Linked DNA regions of Sus scrofa: region 2 is linked to region 1. A link is a contact called in public HiChIP or PLAC-seq data. All regions are on one chromosome and are shown on one strand. Each heading gives the region's core, a stretch centred on a gene start, on an enhancer-like site or on the middle of the called end of the contact. The rest is flanking DNA. Distances are from core to core; before and after follow the strand shown.

Region 1 (3,156 bases), core at 20-2,519:
AGCTCTATTTCTGTGCGTCATCATTCTGTCTTACATAGTGCTGGGTAAAGATTTAATTTTGTAAGATTTATGACTTTCAGAAAGAAAGCTGGAAAAATTGAAATTTCTAAAGACTTATTTGATATAAATTTCATTATGTATTGAAAATTGGAGCTTGAGATACAGAGACAACTGATTGATACAGATTTTCCTAAAATCTCATGATTTTCAATGAGAAAGAGAATTCTCTTCAGTCATTTTCAAATGTAAGCTAACATGTTTTTCCCCCCTCAGCTTCCAATAAAAACAGGACAACAGAACACACATACCAAAGTCAGTACCGAACACAACAAGGAATGTCTTATCAATATTTCCAAATACAAATTTTCTTTGGTTATAAGCGGCCTCACTACTATCTTAAAGAATGTTAACAATATGGTGAGTATTTGCATTACTGTTTATGTGGAAATTTGATTTGGTTTGGTTTTGATTTAAAAATTTGGAGCAGCATGTCTTGAAGTATATAAAGTCATTTTCTGTGGACTCTGGATATAAACATTCATCTTAATTTGTGGATAAGCACAGGTAACCTTTTGACTTGGATTTTAGGTTTTTTTTTTTTTTTTTTTTTTTTTTTTTTTTTTTTTTTTTTTTTTTTTTGTTTTTTTTTTGCTATGAGTTACTAGTCGATCACTGTAGCAAGTACAGCACGCGGATCGAGCCGTCTGGACTACACACATCACGCTGGATCTTAATGAGCACAGGAAACCTCATTTTCGACGTTCGCGGATCGATTTTAGGTTTTGATTCTTTTTCTTAAATATTTGTCTTATTTGTGACCCTATCTACTTTTCCATTTTTCCAGAATTAGTATTTCATACAGATTTTCTCATATGTAAATTGACCATAGTAATCTGTTAAAATCTCTTCTTTAGCTTCTCATTTAGATATTTACATATTAGACTGTCCCAGTCCTAAGTGGTAATAAATAAAATTTGACCTTAGGATAAATAGGATTTATGGTCCTAAATGTGAGTTGCTTTTTTTTTTTTTTTTTTTTAAGGGCCTCACCCATGGCATATGGAGGTTCCCAGGTGAGGGATCTAGTTGGAGCTGTAACCACTGGCCTATGCCCAAGCTATAGCAACACCAGATCTGAGCTGCGTTTGTGACCCACACCACAGCTCACGGCAATGCTGGATCCTTAACCCACTGAGCAAGGCCAGGGATCGAATCTCTGCAATCTCGTGGTTCCTAGTCAGATGTGCTTCCTCTGTGCCATGACAGGAACTCCTTTTTTTTTTTAAGGGGTGAGATTGCTTTTATGAGCTACTGTGTTATTTTCTTCCTCCTATAACCTATGACAGCTTCTGTAATAGAGACTTTTGAAACAGTTTTCCTCAAATACCAGTTTCATTCAGTATTTTCATTGTCAAAAGCTCATAATTGCTTTTTTTCCCCTGTGTTTTATAAAATCTGTTTATATTCCCTAGACTTCAGGGTACTCCAGCTATTTTATGTCTGTACCTTTGAACAGCGTATTTTTCCTGTCTCTGTCAGGTGATTCCTTCCTCTATGTCTATCCCTATCTAAAATCTCCTTCATGCTCAGTTCAAAACAACTGCTCTGGATAGTTCTTGATTAAGTCCAAACTGCTCTGCTACTTTTGAGTACTTATAATCACAATTTGTATTATTTATATTGAGCAATGAAACTGAGTTCTGGTTATAGGTTTTGAAAATCAGTACTGTTTTCATAGCCAAATCATCTTTGGTGTGTTTCCTTTTTAAAGAGTTAATTAGAAAATAGCGTAGACTTAGAGAACTGGTAAACTGGAGGTGTGGGCAGTCATTTGCCTAACAAAGATGTTTTCTCTTTATGGAAAAAAGGTAAGATTTTCTGAAAAAAAGCAAGGCCTTTAATAAACGTGTAAAGTGATTTACAGAAATTTAAGATTTTGTGGCCCCCTTCTGTTGTACAGTGTGTGGATCATAGAGATAGGATTATATAAATAAGTGGCCATATTCTCAGTTAGATTGAAAATATTTTAATGTGTGGAGCCTCCTTTTGAAAACAAAAACAAGGGAGTTCTCATTGTGGCTTGATGAGTTAAGAACCCAACTGGTATCCAAGAGGATGTGGGTTCAATTCCTGGCCTGGCTCAGTGGGCTAAGGATCCGGCGTTGCCTCAAGTTGAGGCTTAGGTTGCAGATGCAGCTCAGATCTGGCGTTGCTGTGGCGTAGGCCAGTAGCTGCAGCTCCGATTCAACCCCTGTCCTGGGAACTGCTGCAGGTGCGGCCCTCAGAAGAAGAACAAAAACAATATTGTGCTATTGGCATTCACTTAGTCTTATTGAGTAAATTGAATTATGGAAGCCATAGTCCCTCCTTTTTTTTAAATTTTGTTGAAGTATAGTTGATTTACAGTGTTGTGGAAACCATAGTCTCTTGGTGGTAGATAGTGTAGTATTTGGTTTAGGATAGTGAGTGCTTAAAATTCACCGTAATTGGCATTACAGCATTTTGTTGCTATAAGAATTTAGGCTTTGATTATTTTGTAGCATCAAAGTATGGTTTATGTTTAATTCAAGATTCTGGTAAAGATTTGTATGTGTATCTAGTAGTTCCCATTGTGACTCAGTGGTAACGAACCCAACCAGCATCCATGAGAATCCAGATTCAATCCTTGGCTTTGCTCAGTGGGTTAAGGATCTGGTGGTGTAGGTCACATACGCAGCTTGGGTTGCTGTGGTTGTGGTGTAGGCCTGCAGCTGTAGCCCCGATTTGACCCCTAGCCTAGGAACTTCCATATGTCACAGGTGTGGCCCTAAAAAGCAAAAAAAAAAAAAAAAAAAAGAAAGAAAGAAATGGCATTTTCTATCCTCTAGTGGAACAAGATGTAGGAGAGTTTGGAGACAGTGGCTAAATACAGCCGTACATATATATATTTGGAAGTTACCTAAACACCTAACAAGAACAGTTAATTTTTTTTTTAAGAACAGTTAATTTTAAAAAAAGATTTATATGTATATCTAAATCCTACATGTGTTGTTTTTTTTGTTTTTTTGTTTGTTTTTGTTTTTGTTTGTGCCTGTGGCATGGGGAAGTTTCCAAGCCAGGGCTTTGACCCAAGTTACAGTAGTAGCAATGCTGAATCCTTAACTGCTAGGCCATCAA
Region 2 (3,501 bases), core at 839-3,338, 130 kb before region 1:
CAACAAGACATCCAACCTAGTCTGGGATAGTCAAGATCAAAGGTTTAGAAGAAGGCCTGGTGCGTTTCTTCCCTGTTTGTTTTTCTTTAAAGACATAATACCTCACAAATAATGTAGGAGGACCGCAGCTTCTGCCGGATGATCACATGGTATGTGTCAGGTGCTTTGCTAAACTCTTCACATGTGTTATCTCATTCAATCCTCACAAGGATCTCCGAAGGCTTTATCACTGTCTTCACTTTAGAGATAAGTTGACCGAGGACTTTATCTCTAGGGACGTTAAGTAACTTTACCAAGGTTCAAAGGTAGGTCTGTCTTACCCAGAGCTTAAATTTTTAACCACCAAATTCTGCATATACTACATTTTCTTTGAATAGCTGGGATGGGTTCGACCTGGCCTCAGGGCTTTCTTAAATTCTCAATTCCTTCACCTCAGTACACGTTTAAACCAGCCCTCCAGTGTCTGCCTAAAAAACAAGGCTTATCTTATTTTTTTCTCTTTTTAAAATTTTTATTTTATTTTTTATTTATTTATTTTTAATGCTTATCTTAGTTAAATATGTATCAGAAGTCTCTGTCTCTGTAGGGGTGTATTTTGCAAATAATTTTTCTTTTCTTTTTTTTTTTTTTTTGGTCTTTTGCCTTTTCTAGGGCTGCACCGGTGGCATATGGAGGTTCCCAGGCTAGGGAGCTAATCGGAGCTGTAGCCACTGGCCTACACCACAGCCACAGCAACACCAGATTGCAGCCATGTCTTCGACCTATACCACTGCTCACGGCAACGCCAGATCCTTCACCCACTGAGTGAGGCCAGGGATGGAACCTGCAACCTCATGGTTCCTAGTCGATTCGTTAACCACTGTGCCACAACGGGAACTCCCATGTATCTTTTTTTAAAATTTTTTTTAATTTTTAAAATGTACTTATTTTTATTACTCAATGAATTTATTACATTTGTAGTTGTAGAAATGTTAATCTAATCCCACTGTGACAAGAATTTTTCAAATTTGAACTGAGAGGTGATTGATGCATTGACTAATCTTATTGTGGTAATCATTTCTTGCAATATACGTATCAGTTTATTGAGTTGTTCATTTTAAACTAACACAATGTTTTCTGTCAGTTATATCTTAGCGAAGCTGGAGGAGAAGCTCCAGCTGTGGTGCAGTGGGTTAATGATCTGGCTTGTCTCTGTGGAGGCTCCGGTTCAATCCCTGGACCAGCGTCTTGGGTTAAGGATCCAACATTGCCACAGCTGCAGCCTAGGTCACAGCTCTGGCTTGGCTTCAATCCCTAGCCCAGGGAACTTCCACATGCCTCAGGTGCGGTCAAAAAGAAAAACTAGAAGAAAAGCTGAGGGGGACAAAGAGTTTTGCTGAGGTAAATATTTTTTAAAATAAATAGGTCATTAAGTAGGGTTAGGAATGCTTTGTTACGAAAAAAGATTTTTGATGAAATGGAAATTTTTTTCTTTTTCGGATCATTAACCCACTGCATCACAGCAGGAACTCTGAAATGGAATTTTCTGTAGCAAGTTTACTATTTATATTGACTCTAAGTATAAGGCTGCTCCTAGCCCCATGTGTCACCTTCTGTCAGGCAATTTACCTTTGCTCACCATTTGGGAAATGGTTTTATATTAACAAAGAGGCCCAGGGAGATCCCATGATGGCACGGTGGTCAACAAACCCGACTAGGAACCATGAGGTTGTAGGTTCGATTCCCTGGCCTTGCTCAGTGGGTCAAGGATCTGGCGTTGCCATGAGCTGTGGTCTAGGTCGAAGACACAGCTCGGATCCCACGTTGCTGTGGCTGTGGTGTAGGCTGGTGGCTACAGCTCTGATTTGCCCCCTAGCCTGGGAACCTCCATATACCACGGGTGCAGCCCTAGAAAAGCCAAAAAATAAAACAAAGAGGCCAAAGTAGACAGTGTACCTCTGCTTTAATCTTTCAAGAAACACACCTGCCTTCATGCCTGGCACAACCTTAAAAATCAGGTAAGTAACATAGAAAATAGGGACTCCCATAAAACTATTCACACTAGTGACAGGGATTGATGGAGACCTCTGAGCTTTTAGTGACTTCTTCTGTCCTCTGCTGGACACAGTTGGGATTGCATGGCCCTTAGGCTTTTTACAGAGTTGAAGAAGTACAGTATTTCATCCGAACTTTCTCTCTCTACTTTTTTTTTTTTTTTTGGTCTTTTTTTAGGGCTGCACCCTGGGTATATAGAAGTTCTCAGGCTAGTGGTCAAATTGGAGCTGTAGCTGTCAGCCTACACCACAGCCACAGCAACGTGTGATTCAAGCTGCATCTGTGACCTAAAACTGCAGTTCGCGGCAACATTGGATCCTTAACCCAATGATCAAGGTCAGGGATCAAACCAATGTCCTCATGAATTCTAGTTTCTAGTAGGGTTCATTCCCAAAACCTCTCATTTTTCTTTCCTTTTTCTTTTCTTTTTTTTTAGGGCCACACCCACAGCATGCGGAAGTTCCCAGGCTAGGGGTCAAATCAGAGCTATAGCTACTGGCCTACACCACAGCCACAGCAACACTGGATCCCAGCTGCATCTGTGACCTGTAACACAGCTCACAGCAATGCCAGGTCCTTAACCCACTGAGTGAGGCCAGGGATAGAACCCGCATCCCCATGCATACTATTCAGATTCGTTTCCCCTACACCACAATGAGAACTCCTACCTCTCATTTTTTTTTTATTTTTTTTTTTTTTTGTCTTTTCTAGGGCCGCTCCTGAGGCATATGGAAGTTCCCAGGCTAGGGGTCTAATCCGAGCTATACCGCTGGCCTACGCCAGAGCCACAGCAATGCCAGATCCAAGCCGTGTCTGCAAACTACACCACAGCTCATGGCAACACCGGATCCTTGACCCACTGAGCAAGGCCAGGGATCGAACCCACAACCTCATGGTTCCTAGTAGGATTCGTTAGCCACTGAGCCACAACGGGAACTCTCTTACCTCTCATTTTTGAGAGAAAGAAAGTAAGGCCCAGAGTTCTCATTAGGAACCCGACTGGTACCCATGAGGATGCAGGTTTGATCCCCGGCCTCGATCAGTGGTTAAGGATCCAGCTGTGGTGTAGTTCACAGACCCTGCATTGCTGTGGCTGTGGTGTAGGCCAGCAGCTGCAGCTCTGATTCAACCCCTAAAATGAGAACCTCCATATGCCTCAGGTGCAGCCCTAAAAAGCCAAAAAAGAGGAAAAGAAAAAGAAAAGAAAGTCCCAGTGGGTTTATGTGACTTATCCAAGGTTATTCAATTACATAGTGGCATGTTCAAGACCAGCACTAGAAGAATATAATCTCGTTTAATGATAAAACGCAGATGAGCCAACATTGGTGAACTCCATCAGGATGAATACTCTTGGGATTATATAAAGAGAATTATCTTTTTTTTTTTTTTTTTTTTTTGTCTTTTTGCCATTTCTTTGGGCCACTCCCATGGCATATGGAGGTTCCAGGCTAGGGGTCTAATCAGAGC

What was found. HiChIP or PLAC-seq counts read pairs in DNA pulled down with a chosen protein or histone mark.
Region 2: an H3K27ac HiChIP or PLAC-seq map of alveolar macrophages shows a contact between it and region 1. The contact joins two enhancer-like sites. A contact is called at or near these places in 1 of 47 Hi-C or Micro-C datasets (embryonic fibroblasts) and 1 of 2 datasets of contacts at active chromatin or transcription factors (alveolar macrophages).

The regions. Positions count from the first base shown.
Region 1 is chr12:43,688,379-43,691,534 of Sscrofa11.1, reverse strand. NF1 (neurofibromin) reads left to right here. Exons shown (of 59, transcript XM_021067460.1): 2 at 274-417. Among named protein-coding and RNA genes, the nearest start is that of NF1, 64 kb to the left of the region's middle. Within about 2 kb of position 1,269, at least 1 of the 83 cell types and tissues checked has an H3K27ac peak or open chromatin away from gene starts, as enhancers often do. A contact at or near this core is called in alveolar macrophages, where this site is marked.
Region 2 is chr12:43,816,943-43,820,443 of Sscrofa11.1, reverse strand. No RefSeq gene overlaps it. Among named protein-coding and RNA genes, the nearest start is that of NF1, 64 kb to the right of the region's middle. Within about 2 kb of position 2,088, at least 10 of the 83 cell types and tissues checked have an H3K27ac peak or open chromatin away from gene starts, as enhancers often do. A contact at or near this core is called in alveolar macrophages, where this site is marked.